Linked DNA regions of Mus musculus: regions 1, 3 and 4 are each linked to region 2. A link is a contact called in public Hi-C, HiChIP or PLAC-seq and promoter capture Hi-C data. All regions are on one chromosome and are shown on one strand. The core of a region is the stretch at or near the end of the contact, and the rest is flanking DNA. Distances in the headings are between cores, read along the strand shown.

Evidence for each region. Promoter capture Hi-C pulls out the DNA fragments that hold promoters and counts their contacts. A called contact is a pair of places that touch in the nucleus more often than the background predicts. HiChIP or PLAC-seq counts read pairs in DNA pulled down with a chosen protein or histone mark.
Region 1: a promoter capture Hi-C map of pre-B cells shows a contact between it and region 2, with 4 times the contacts expected there. The contact joins the promoter of Stx11 here to the promoter of Hivep2 in region 2. A contact is called at or near these places in 2 of 39 promoter capture datasets (embryonic stem cells and pre-B cells), 1 of 484 Hi-C or Micro-C datasets (natural killer cells), 2 of 115 datasets of contacts at active chromatin or transcription factors (bone marrow-derived macrophages and regulatory T cells) and 1 of 9 other capture datasets (macrophages).
Region 3: a contact with region 2 is called in a Hi-C map of CD8 T cells, with 2.8 times the contacts expected there. The contact joins the enhancer-like site here to the promoter of Hivep2 in region 2. A contact is called at or near these places in 1 of 484 Hi-C or Micro-C datasets (CD8 T cells) and 2 of 115 datasets of contacts at active chromatin or transcription factors (pancreatic cancer cells and thymic regulatory T cells).
Region 4: an H3K27ac HiChIP or PLAC-seq map of thymic regulatory T cells shows a contact between it and region 2, with 3 times the contacts expected there. The contact joins the promoter of Utrn here to the promoter of Hivep2 in region 2. A contact is called at or near these places in 2 of 39 promoter capture datasets (liver and pre-B cells), 5 of 484 Hi-C or Micro-C datasets (cardiomyocytes, embryonic stem cells and pre-B cells), 7 of 115 datasets of contacts at active chromatin or transcription factors (astrocytes, extraembryonic endoderm stem cells, large pre-B cells and 4 more) and 2 of 9 other capture datasets (adipose tissue and liver).

The regions. Positions count from the first base shown.
Region 1 is chr10:12,962,350-12,965,555 of GRCm38.p6, forward strand. It overlaps Stx11 (syntaxin 11), which reads right to left and starts at 1,910. Exons shown (of 3, transcript NM_029075.1): 1 at 1,651-1,910.
Region 2 is chr10:13,964,317-13,967,657 of GRCm38.p6, forward strand. Hivep2 (human immunodeficiency virus type I enhancer binding protein 2) reads left to right here and starts at 2,063. Exons shown (of 9, transcript NM_010437.2): 1 at 2,063-2,381.
Region 3 is chr10:12,819,931-12,822,969 of GRCm38.p6, forward strand. The region is part of intron 1 of Utrn (utrophin); the gene reads right to left. Among named protein-coding and RNA genes, the nearest start is that of Utrn, 40 kb to the right of the region's middle. Within about 2 kb of position 1,376, at least 78 of the 459 cell types and tissues checked have an H3K27ac peak or open chromatin away from gene starts, as enhancers often do. A contact at or near this core is called in CD8 T cells and pancreatic cancer cells, where this site is marked.
Region 4 is chr10:12,859,513-12,863,039 of GRCm38.p6, forward strand. It overlaps Utrn (utrophin), which reads right to left and starts at 2,223. Exons shown (of 74, transcript NM_011682.4): 1 at 2,056-2,223. The coding sequence starts at 2,134.

The sequences.
Region 1 (3,206 bases), core at 660-3,159, 1.0 Mb before region 2:
GTCCTCAGATGGGGAGCAACTATTGTATCAACTGGTGAGTAGACAGCTGCTAATCACTCCTAAGTCACTCTGGTGTTTAAAAGAGTGCCCCCAACTGCCCAGGGATGATAACAGAGACTGGGTTTGCCTTTACACAGCTGCTAAGTAATGTGAAACATGGTTAATTCAAACACTTTAAAAGCCATGCCTTCCTAATGGGCTTTTAAATCATAGACATATGCTAATATGCTTTTTAAATCATGCATGTATTGAATGAAAACTAGGCTGCCAACCAAGACAAGCAGATGATGAGAACCCAGACCTTCCCTTGCTGTCCCAGCAGTGATCCAGGATACTCTGATCCCCCACACTGGGGCACCTTCTTTGGGTATAAATTTCCCATAGCATCCATCTCACGGTGTTGGATGTCCAGGAGAATCTGCTCAGCTGTGGCCCTGGCTGCCAGGATAGCATTGTGTCCATATTGCATGCATGGACCTGGATGAAAAGGCTGGAACAGACCAGAACCTTGCAACTGCTGTCTAAGGCTGACCTCAGCTCAGCCAGGATATGCAGTTATTCCTGTCTCTACTGAGCTCCTAGATAGGGAAGTCTATTTCTTAGAGCCTTTATCCAGCCTCAGGGAGACTCAGCATCTTAATGTCTGGCTCCAGCAACCATCTACTTTCTTCAAAAGCTTCTATATGTTTTTTTTTAAGGCACTAATTTGGTAAAAATAAACTTTCTGAAATATTTTAAATTTCAGAGTAACTTACAATCACTTCATTAAATGTCCAGTTTCTACCAACTAGTGAAAACAACAGCCAAATGGTTATTGGATAAAGAAATTAATTTTCTCTTCAGCTTCTGTGGGAAAGCACATGATTTTAAGGGTTTATCTCAGATCAGCCTAGTGACCCTAGCTGGCATGTTGTCCCATCAGGCGCTCTAGGAAACTGAAAACTTGAATAGTTACTTCCTAGGCCGCCTGCCCCAGTTTGACAGTACCAGACTGAATCTTCGGTCTTATTCAAAGTACAGGAATCCAACCTCACTTTTCAAAAGCGTATTAACAAAGCCTTGCAATTGTAGTAGACTTGTGACTCATTTGTGGATACCCGTGTAGAAACAACAGCTCCTCCCTCTGCTGAGAAATGGCTCTAATAAGTGTGAGAGTCACAGGAAGTAAAACGCAGGTCTCAGCTGATGTTCGCGGAGCCAAAGAAGCCAACAGAATTCCGTGGTGTGGTTCTCTAAGCAAAGCCATCAGATCGGTTTCCTAAAACAAACTACCCCAAATCCTCCGTGGGAGCTGTTTCAACGCGGTATCAGTGTTCCTGTATTTCCTGGCTCCTGAGTCATACTGTCAAGTTCAAGTGGAGAAGTGTCCATTCTGATGTGTTAGAGAAAGTGGCGACCGAACTGAATAAAACACCTCCATTAAATAAAAACAACAAAAATTCAAAACAGAAGTTGCCTCAGGAAGCTTCAGAGTCAGTCTACATTTCTGAAGCACTTCTGATAACGCATTATATTCTTAAACATAAAAAAAAAAAAAAAAAAAAAAAAAAAAAAAAAAAAAAAAAAAAAGCTCTCGGCTCTAGGTGAGAAACCCAAAGCCTCGTCCTGAAGGTACCTAGAGGCACAGAGGGAACCACACCCCAAACCCACCTGCAGCTGCGCAGCATCCCTGCCAGCGCGGTCCACCACTCCAGCCAACCCCGAACCTGGGTCCCCGATGTCGAAAGAGTTAGAGAGCTAAGCAGACTCGCGGGACAAAACGAACCGTGATCCTGCGGGGCGCTGATCCAGCGTCCGGACGCCGGGAGGACACCGCGGCGTGTCCCCGCGGCTCTGCCCCCTCCGCTTCTTGCTGGCCCGGGCTGCGCTTCTCAGCCGGGGTCCGAGCCCTGAGCCGCAGGGCCGCGTCTGGTGCTGCTGGCTCCGCCCCTGCCGCGCTGAGGCTGCACAGCTGGGGACCAGGGCCCCGCCCCGGGGACGCCCTCGGCTAGGCGCGCAGCTTCCCGTCCCGACTGGGGTCGCCACGCTGCGGGTTGCTGGGAACCTAAGCACGAGCCTTCTTCCCCTCCTGTGCACCCCGAGATGCTGCGGGCGACGGTGTGGACCACCCGGGAACTTGCTCTTTCTTCTTCCTTGCTCTGGGATGGAGAGATGGGCGGGGCGGGATCCATCGGACTTTCCGCGGGAAAACCCCTCAGCGCGGATGACTTTTGCAGTCCAGAGTAGTTCCGAAACTAGGGCACTAGAAACCGTTTCTGAGCGTGGGTGTGGCTGCGCCAGCGGGGACCCGCACGACTGCCTAACCCGAGGTTGTGGACCACGTAGACACTGAGCCCCGCCTTCCACTAGCCCCTTCCTGCCTGCTGTCAGTGGGACACCCACAGGAGTATTGCCACGACCTTGTCCTCGTTGCCTGGCACCCTACTGGGGGCTCAGAAACAGAAAAGGGGCATTCTGGCTAGGGGGTGGGAAACCGCTGGACAAACAAGGTAGAAGGCTAGCCATCAAGAAACAAAGAAAGTATGAGAGGAGGGGCTGGAGAGATGGCTCAGTGGTTAAGAGCGCTGACTGCTCTTCTAAAGGTCCTGAGTTCAAATCCCAGCAACCACATGGTGGCTCACAGTGGCTCACAACATCCATAATGAAATCTGACGCCCTTCTCTGGTGTATCTGAAAGACACAGCTACAGTGTACTTACATATAATAATAAATAATATTTAATAAATCTTAAAAAAAGAACACAGGAAGAAAGAAAGATGATATGCATTGATAGGAAGCCACCGCCAGAAGAATTTGAGGAACAAGGTGTTACGGTAACCCAAAGTTATCCATCTAATGTGAAATGACCGATGAATCGATCTACTAATGTAAGGCCAGGTAAGGCCAGAAAGACAAATCTCCGGGGCAGAGCAACTTCAGGCAACTTAAGCAGAAACTCCACTTTCATGGAAAAGAAGCTTGTCTCTGCACTCTAAGTGTGGGCCAGCCTGCTCCTCACCTCAACAGAGGACTGTATGGAAAGGAGACGGAAAGTAGTTTTTACCACACACAGAGCAGCCACACAGTTCACCCAATACACAAGGTCAGATACTTAAAGCCAGGTAAAGGTAACACTTTATCCTTGGGGCCTTTCTCCTCCATGCCCCAGCCTTCTGTTTTGTTTTGCTTTTCATTTGTTTTGTTTTGTTTTTTTGAGTCAGGGTTTC
Region 2 (3,341 bases), core at 813-3,312:
ACCAAAACCAAAACCAAAACGAAACCAAAGGCGTTTTTCTCCAACTCATTAAAGAGGCGGCCCTTCCTTTTTAATATATTCACTTGTAATGAGAAGGGTAGCGATTTTTTTTTTTAATGTCTTGACATTCGGTAACTGTGAAAACTGTGAATGGAAACCTAAAACATCTTAGTTATTATCTGCCTTAAAGCAGAACCAGAGTTCAAGTCTCAGGCCCGGAATTCCAGAGGCTAATTTCCACCCCTCCCACGGAGTCACCTGCTCCGGGGGAACCCCGGCCAGAAAGCCGGGTCGCGCCAGGTCAAATCTTGTGCGTCTCTTGTTTACTCCGCCCCGGGCAGGGCGGCGGCGCGGACAGGCGGGTGGGGAGAGGGTGCTACGGCCCCGGGAGCTCCTGAACGCTCGAATCCAAAGAGTGGGCGGCGCGCGGTCGAGCTCCGTGGAGAGCCCACCCGGAGGAGGCGCTCCGGGCGCCGGCACCGCCCAGAAGCCAGTGTCTGCGCTCCAGCGCAGCGACCTCTTGGGAACCTCCCTTGAGGGTGCACACGAGTCCACACACGCTGGGTAACGGCCCGAGGGAGCCCCGGTGTCCCCCGGGTGTTGCCGGGCTGGGGAGGAAGCCAGAGTCCCGGCCCCTACTCGCTTGGGATTCCCTTCCCCTCCCCCAGCCCCGCCCAGCTCTCCCAGGGCTGGGTGTGATTTCAGTCCCTAGCAGAGAACCAGAAGCGCGCAGCTGGAGGTGGCAGCTCGCCCCCTTTCCCCCGCTCGGCCCCCCAGGAAGCCGGCAGCTGCTCCCCGCACCGCTGCCCTAGCCTATTTGAATACCCAGACGAGGGCGGGCGGCTTCCTGAGCAGGGTGCACCCGGGGCGCCCTGGGGAGTGACCCCGGGGAAAGCAATTGGGGCGTTTCGAGCTCGTGAAAACTTCGTGCTTCCGCCCCGGCACGGAAAATGCTAGTGAAACACACTGTGAGCTCCAGGGGCTGCAACATAATTCCCCACCACCACCCGAATTGTTAACAAAATCGTGAGTGCAGCTGGAGGGTGAAGAGGCGAGAAATCCTTGGTACGCGGGCAAAATGTAAGGATCCCACAGATCACAAGGAACCAGTACGTGGGAAAGGGGGCTAGAGAGGGAAGGGAATGGGCGCGAAGGAGGTTTCCACACCCTAGTAGGAAATTCTCAGACCGCTCCAGACTCGCCAGTGTTTCTGCGTGGCAAGCCGATACCCGCTCTCAGCGGAGATCTCGGCTCCGAGGCAAGAGAGCGCGACCGCGACCTTCCCTCCCCGCGCGCCCGCATCAGGGCCAGTCCGGGTCGCACATCCTTCGCCCCGCTGGCCTGCTCCAGACTGGTTTTTCTGGTTCAGCCTCCCTCCCAGGGACGCGCTGGGGGATCCGATGACGTCGCTGGCTGAGTCTCTCCCTCTTCCTCCCTCCCTCCCCTCTCCCCCGCCCGCCCTCGCCGCGCACTCCTCCTAGTAACTTCTGTTCGGGGAGGCGCTGCCAGGAATAACCCGGTGCGTCCACAGCCCGGAGGGGAGGTGGCCGCTGCGGCTCCCGCACGCCGACAAACTGCGGCCCGGGTCCTGCGGCTCAAGCCCCAGCCTAGCGGCCCTGGCCCCCGCCCTGGCTCCATCTCCTAACAGTGTCCGAAAATAAATAAATATATAAATAAAGACAAGAGGAGCCTGGGCTGGCGGTGGGGATCGCCTCCCTCCCTCCTCCCTCCCTCCACGCCCGCCCTCCCTCTGTCCTTAAGGAAATGCTACCAGACACCCCCCACCAGACACGCTCAGCCTGGGCGAGGAGCAGCCGCCGCAGCAAGAACAAGGGCACCGGGGGGCTTTCCTCCCCTCCTCCTCTCTCTCCTCTTCCTCCTCCTGCGCTGCGGTGACTTTACAGGTGAGCGGCCGCCGCGGCTGCGAGGATCCCCCCCACCGCCCGCCGCGTCGCGCCCTCCTTCGGCCGCTGTCACCCGGACTGCCGGGAGCTGACAGCCGCCCGAGGGGCTCGCGGCCGGGAGGCTGGCGGCCGGCGGGAGGCGGGCTGGAGGTGAGGGGGTGGAGAGCTGGAGAGCGGGGCGCCGCCGTGCGCTGTCTCTCCCCGGTGGAGGAGGGTCTCCGCAAAAAGAGAAAGAAAAAGGAAAAAGAAAAAAAAAAAAAGACATCTTCGGTGACTGTGGCACAAGTATTTGCCAAGTTGAGTCTTGGACATTGAAGCTTGCCCGGAGCCCGAGCAACTTGAAAGGTCCTCTGGCTGGGTAGCAGCCTCCCTCCACGCTTCGACTCTTGGGTACTGGGTGCAGCCCTGGGGTGCGTGGAGGGCGCACCGGCCGCTGGCAGAGCAGAGCGGCGGGAATCTAGGTCCCTTCTCGGCTCGGTAAGTGGCCTCGGTTCTGTGTTTTTCCTGCCTGCACCAGAGATCGAGCTTGTTTCACTTTACCCTGAAATCGCCTTCGCCCAACTCCATCGCCCCCTTCGCGGCGCGCGCCCCCGGCCGCTTTCCTGGTGGCCCAGGGGTAAGGGTCGGAGGAGGCGGGGATGGGGGAGACCTAAGCAAGGGGGGGGGGGTCGGGCGCATTAGGAAATGCGGGGAATACCCTGGCCGAGGTTCTATGCAGATGAGGGGAGGCTGCTTTGCGTAATGTCCTGGGGGGAGGGGGCCGCGCGGGAGCGCTGGAGGCAGGAATGTGCCTGGTTACTAATGAGGGACGTGCACCGGCGCGCACCGCCGGGCCACCGCTGCGGCTGCCGCGGCCGGCGGTCCGTTGTCAAGTAGCGGGGGAGGGGGCGCGGCGCGGCGCGGGGCTGGGGGCGGTGCGGGCGGGAGGGCGAGCGGGCGAGCGGACGGCAAGGGCCGGGCTGCCGGCCTGCGGCCGAGCGAGCGCAGCGGAGGCGCTGGCGCTGGGCATTTCTGTGACTCCTTTCTCCTCCCGAGCGAGGAAGGAAGGAAGGAGAGAAGGAAGGAAGGAAGCGAAGAAGGAGGGGACTGTCTCCATGGAAGGTTCAGGCGGAGGCGCCCTCGCCTTGCGGGTGCACCGGCCGCAGAGCGGCTCCAGCCGCCGCCGGCTGGCCCCCGGCGCTTGGAGACGGGTGGGGGCGGATTGCATGCTTGTTTGTGCTTCTGGTCGGGGGATCGGGAAGAAACATGTGTGTTTGGGCAGTGCACCGCGAGGAGCTGGGTCTGCGCCTTTATGTCTGTTCCCTGAAGTGGGTGGAACGTTGGCCCGTTCCGGGAATGTTCCATGACGTGGTGCAGCCACAGGAAGGGGGTTAACGAGGGGCTCTCTGCCGCGGCGGCTCTGCTGGCTGCTATCAAAGCAGATGTGCTGCTGCCGCC
Region 3 (3,039 bases), core at 126-2,625, 1.1 Mb before region 2:
AGGAAGCAGCTAAATCTGAAGGCCGGAGTTGCTTTCTGGTGTAAGTGGCCAGTGCTTTCACGAATCAAGTAGTAGCTCACAGGGCTCTGCGGAAGAACAGAACAACACTCCAGGATGCCCGGTGAGGCAACCTCTTAGCAGCAGCAAGATGGGCCTGTCAGAGACTTAGGAGAAACCAGCATAGTCAACTGCTTAGAGCAGGAGTCCTTCAGATAGCCACTCCCACTACCAGCACCTACCCTGATGGCAGGAAAGAAGGCCATTGCCTGGGCGATTCCTGGAAGGAAGGACAGTTACTTAACCAAGACCGCAAATGATAAACAAAACACAAAACACTGAAAGACAAAGAAGAAAGTAGAAACACTATTTGGTTTGGTTTGGTTTTTCAAGACAAGAGTTTCTCTGTGTAGTGGTAGCTGACCTGGAACTCACTCTGTAGACCAGGGTAGCCTCGAACTCAGAGACCCACCTGCCTCTTTGCACCACCACCGCCTCAATTTAGAAATACTATTTTTAAAAAATAAAAGGACATGTGATTTTCTGAATCATCTACATGTTTTGTTTTGTTCTTTGTTTTTGTTTGGTTTAGTTTAGAGGGTTTTTTTTTTTTTTCAAAGATTTGTTGTTGTTGCTGTTGTTGTTTTCAATTGGGTATGTGGGTGGAAGGTTATATGTATGTGAGTAAGATCTCCACAGAGACCAGGGCTGTCAGATCCCAGTGGAGCTGAGTGACAGGCAGTTGTGAGCTGTTCAACACGGGTGCTGGGAACTAAACCCAAGTCCTCTGAAAATCACTTACATACATGCTCTGGGCTGCTGAGCCATCATACCTCCAACCCTAGCTTGGGATTTTTGAGACCCTGAGGACTACACTATAGTCAAATTTAGCAATCCTCCTGCCTTGACCTCCGAAGTGCGGAGATTACAGTCATGTGCCAGCATATCTGAAGTTACATGTTCTGTCTTTTAGAAATCTGTAAGCATCCTGCATATTGTAGAGCGAGGGGCAGTAAGTGGCTTTTCTTATGAACATTTGTTGGGATTGTGAGAAAAACCTGACCAGTTTCTAGAGAGTTCTAGAATGCTCAAGCTTTATGGCAAGGCGTGAAGAAGATATCCAAGAGTTTTTCTTTTATTATCCTCGATAACAAAACCCAACGGGAAACCTGACCAAATGATGCCCACCAGCCTATGGGTTCAAATAGGGTTGCTCAGAACACTACCCCACTGTCACCTGCCACTGCCTGTCTCCCCACTGACTCTCTGCAGCTAAACATACTAATTTCCCCAGTTCCTAACTACTGGCACCCGCTCACATTGCCTGTGCAAATACTGAAGTCTGCCTCAAAGACCCAGCCCTATCAGCTGCCCCGTCCAAAAGGCAACTCTATCCCTGCTTACAAACCGGCTTCCATGGGCACCATCCACTACAGTCCACCAGGCACAGTTGTCTGCACGTCAACCCTGGCCACAGGACTGTTTCTTTCCCTGTGCAAATGTCCCCATGCAAATCCGAGGGTGCTCTCTCTTCAGAAGATACGGGGATTAACACATGTGAGTCATCGAAGAGCCAGCCTGCAGCTGCTAACACAGAGACGGTCTCGTCCAAACATGGACACTCCACCCACTCGGACTCTTGTGTGTCATCATTTCTCTCCACTGAGAATGAGATAAGCATCTATTTATGACAGTTAGGGCCAGAACTGAGGGGAAAGTGAAAAAAACCCAGGTAATAACTAGACAGGGTCATCCCTGGGAAAGGAACCAGAGGTATTTGCCATCTGGTAGTGTGTGTGTGTGTGTGTGTCTGTGTGTGTGTGTCTGTGTGTGTGTGTCTGTGTGTGTGTGTGTACACCTGCCTGCGTCTCTGTGTCTGTCTTCTATGTATGTGAATTTGTGTCTGCATTTATGTCTCTGTATGTGTGTGTGTGTTTGTCTATCTGTGTCTATCTGTCAGTTTCTCTGTGTATGTCTGTCTGTATACATGATAGAGTATGTGTCTGCCTATATATGTCTATGTATGTGTGTCCGTGTGTGTCTGTCTCTGTGTGTGTCTCTGTCTGTCTCTTTGTATATGTGTGCATGTGTGTCTTGTGTGTTGTCTGTGTGTCTGTTTATATATGTGTGTGTGCATCTGTGTGTCTCATGTGTCTGTCTGTCTGTCTATCTGTGTATCTGTGTGTGTGTGTGTGTGTGTGTGTGTGTGTGTGTGTGTGTGTGTGTTTTCCTGGGTGCAGGTGCATAAAGCCCAGAGGTTAATTAACCTCAAGTATCTTCCCAGATCACTGTCCACTTTGTTTTTGTGAGAAAGGGCCCTTGCTGGAATTCATCTAAGCTAGCTGGCCAGGAAGCCCAGGGATGCTCCCGTCTCTGCCTCCTCTGCCCTGAGATTACAAATGTGTGTTAGCACACTCAGACTTTTTCAAATAATTTCCGGTAATTAAATTCAAGACCTGACCCTGGCAAGCACTTTACTGACTGACTATTGTCCCAGACCATGCCCTTGCAGTTTCTAACACAATGTGGAAGAGTCACAAGAAAGTGTCCAAATGAGGGACAGAAAGGACAAGTGTTAGTTCTCGATTCAGTATCTCCAAATCAGGACACTCAGCAACAAGTTCCCAGTATCCAGGTGATGTGGGCTGCTCATTCGACCAATAGGTTTGGAGAGGAAAGAGGATTGCTCTCTTCTGTGCACCACAGCCCTGAAAGAGCTGGTTCCCAGGCCAGCCAAGGGACTCAGTCTGCAGGCCACAGGTATCATGGCACCTGCTGTGTCCCTACTGCAAGGAGCAGCTCAAGTCCTGGGACCGAGTAGCCAGAGGCTGCAAAAGGAACAAGGAAAGGCAGTGGCTGAGAAAAAGAGGTTGTAACGAGCTCTGCTAAAGGAGAAGCACAGAGCTGGCCTGTGATGAGAGTGATCATCAGCATGAAGAGAAAGGCAGAATAGAGAAAGAAGATCAGAGGGCAGGGTTAGCAAGGAGAAAACACAGAGATTCAAAGAAGAAACGAGAGACAGGCCTGCAGGCCCAGGGCAGC
Region 4 (3,527 bases), core at 973-3,472, 1.1 Mb before region 2:
CAATGACCATGGCAACTCTCATAAAGGGAAGCATTTAACTGGGGCTGCCTTACAGGTTCAGAGGCTCAGTCCATTATCATCATGGCAGGAAGCACAGCAGCATGCAGGCAGACCAACATGGTGCTGGAGGAGCCATCTTGATGCACAGGCAGCAGAAGAAGACCGTGTGCCACACTGGGTGTCGCTTGAGCACAAAAGAGCTCAAAGCCCGTCCTAACAGTGACACATTTTCTAATAGTGCTACTCCCTATGGGTCACGCACTCAAACATTGAGTCTATGGGGACCATAGCTATTCAAACCACCACAATATTTTATAAACAAACTATCTTAACACCAAAAAGTATACACTGTAACAAATTACCCCCAGCCATGTATGGACCTTACTAACTTTATAAATAGCCATTTTAAATTTAAGAAATAGTTTGGAAGTGTGGATACTCAGAATATACTCTAAAAGTTAAATTTTTCCATAAAACTATTTTCTAGTGGACAAAGACAGAGAACCAGTGACAAATATCTAAAGTCTTTTTTTTAGTGTATTTTATTTACTATTGATGTATATGTGTGTCTGCGCACATGCCAATGTGCACGTATGGAGTAAGAGGACAGTTTCTGTGGAAAGGGTTCTCTCCTCTCCCTTTCTTTACTGGGGTCCCGAGAGCTGAGCGCGGATCACTAGGCTTCGACAGCATTTACCCACGCAGCCACCTTCCTACCCCAGAATCCAAGGTCTTCTGTAATAAAGGTTGATTCGGGACGATGCGAAGGATCACCTGGCCTCACAAGTTATAGACTCTGAGACGTACAGAGACATCTAGCTGTCTCTCTTCCACTTTCCTGTCACTTTCCACATCTCTACATATGAATTCTGTACCCCTAAAATGACATTTAGGAGATCACAGTGAATACACCACACAACATGCCGACGCACTTCCCAAAGAGTCCTTAAAGCTACAAAAACCACTGCATAGTCACAGCCTTATCTGTAACATCCAGACGTTTCACAGACCAAGCACAACCAGCATCACGAAGGGCAATGCATATCCTACTGAGATCTCATTTCCTGCACGTATTTTAGCAGTTTCGACTAAGAAATGAACTCTTACCATAACACACAGACATTTCCAACAGGAAATATCACCTTTGAGTTCTATTCAATGTTGTTGTTGTTGTTGTTGTTGTTGAAGAGTGACACGAAGGAATGTTTATAATGCTGGAGTTACAAAAGGACAATGCTCACACCCAGGTGAGAACTCTATATAATTTTCCCAGCTTAAAAAGGCCATGCTTGCTCAAAAATATCTCCCCTTTGAGCCTGTCTCGGAACCATGTTTGAAGCTCTTTTAAAAATACAGAAATTTTCATTCAGTGGGTTTGGAGCAGAGCCAACACATCTGCATTTGTAAAAAAACTCCCAGTTGATTCATTTGGAGAGCCAGAATTGAAAAGCAGTGGTTATATAATAAGCTGGGGGTGGGGTGGCATCCAAAGACCTCCAATCCGAATGTTCACATGAAAGTCATTCGTCGGTCTTAGTCTGGCTGATTTGATCACACTGGGGAAGACTGTATCTTTAGAAACTAACATTTCTAAAAGGAAAGAGAAGGTCACATGCCAGTGTTAGCATCCAACAGCAATTAGCAGGTGGGCAAAAGGTTAAGGAATCCCACCACAAAATGATCTTTCCACCAGAAACTATGGTATTCGCTACTCTAAGCATGTGATTCCTTTCCGTTTTCAGGTAATAAGGGTAAATGTTAGACTAAGCTTGTCTATCTTATTGACATCATAACTGCGCAGCATCAGTTATGCTGTAGGCAGGAGTTTCTCCCAGTAAAACTACTGCACACACAATGTAACAAAGGCAAGCTGGGAGTGTAAGATAGGCCACACAGAGACTGGAGATTGCCTTTCACAGAGCAATAGTCACTCACGGCTCAGAATTCAGTTTCTCAGAAGTTTACTTAACAAGAACAATGCACAACAAGCTAAGAAATCTCTGTCTTCAACACAGTCTATACAGAGGGCTCCACAGTGATGCATCCATTACTCACCAGATCTGGACTTAATGATGTCACTGAATTCGTTCTGCCCATCATCAGGCCTGGCTTCAAGGTCCCCATACTTGGCCATCTTGAATGAGTTTCAGTATAATCCAAAGGCTTTCCCAGATCCTCTTCTGAAGGCTAAATCTGAAAAATGGTCCAGGCTAGCATGAATACCTAACAGGAAAAGAGAAAGTATTGAGTAGAAATACAGAAACATATTCCTTATTTGTTTTTTCCTTTGCTTCTGGCACAGGTCTGTGTGTGCACATGTGAAAGGGGTGGGTGTGCATGTACATGTGTGCATGTGCACGTGGAGGTCAGAGGCTGACACTTGGGTGTCTGCCTCAACTGCTGCTCTCTACCTTTTATGTTAAAGCAGGGTCTCTGTTTGAACCCCAGGGTTCCCCTGAACTCACATCCCACGTGCTGGGATTACAAACAGGCTGCCAAATGTGCCGGGCATCTGCACGGATACTGAGGTGGGGTGTCAAGTACTTAACTGCTAAGCCATCTCCAGCCACATATAGTCTAAGACACAGTTACGGAGTGGCTTCCTGAGCACATCCACATGAGGCTTTATTTAGCACAGCCTCTTCCACGTGAGTGAGGCTTATGGACACCGAGCTTCACGGATAAAATGAAATTCACTCTATAATCAATGACCTCATTACAACCCTGATGACTGACAGCAGTCCGGAAGAGAAAGATAAAGTCATAAAGTCATAAAGTGGACGAGTCACACCTGCCCAGGGCCACTGAGAAGGCCTTCCTAAGCAATGACATTTGGGTCTATCCTTCAAGGAGAGGAAGAAGTTCACTAGCTACAGGGCAAGTAGAAAAGAGAAGAGCTTGGTATGTGAAATATTAGCGCCGCTGAGAACTGGGAGGCAGGGGGCTAAGTCCTGCTTTTGGGAAGCACGTCACACAGCCGAGGAAGAAAGCTGGGGCCAGAGATTCCTAGAGAGGCTTGGATACCTGTCTGAGGAGAAGGACAATCAGAGAGGTGACATAAGCCCGTTCACACCATGGCTTGTCAGTAGACCAGAGTAACTCAGGAAGCACCAAGGACTACAGTACATTAGAGCAGTGCTCTCATTAAAGAACTTAGGCCGTGAGAAAGGAGATGTCGAATGGAAACATTTCAGCTCTTCTCTGCATCTGAAATTGTTTCATGCTACTGCGTTAGAGAAAAATAATCCCACGCTTGACCAGACTTTACAAAAGCATCAATGGGGCCTCAGGTGATAAATGGAATCACAGCGCACCCTCTGTTGAGTATCTCTGTCTGTCGGAGAATCAATCATGAGGCTTATCATGGGCACACAAATTGGAAGAGGCTATCAAAACAAAAGGCCTAGGGAATTAGGAGATGGGTCTGTGGGTAAAGAGCCTACTGCACAATCATGGGAACCTGACTTCAATCCCTCGAATTTTATAAAAATAAAAGAGGGAAGCAAGCATGGGCATGTGCCAGCAAT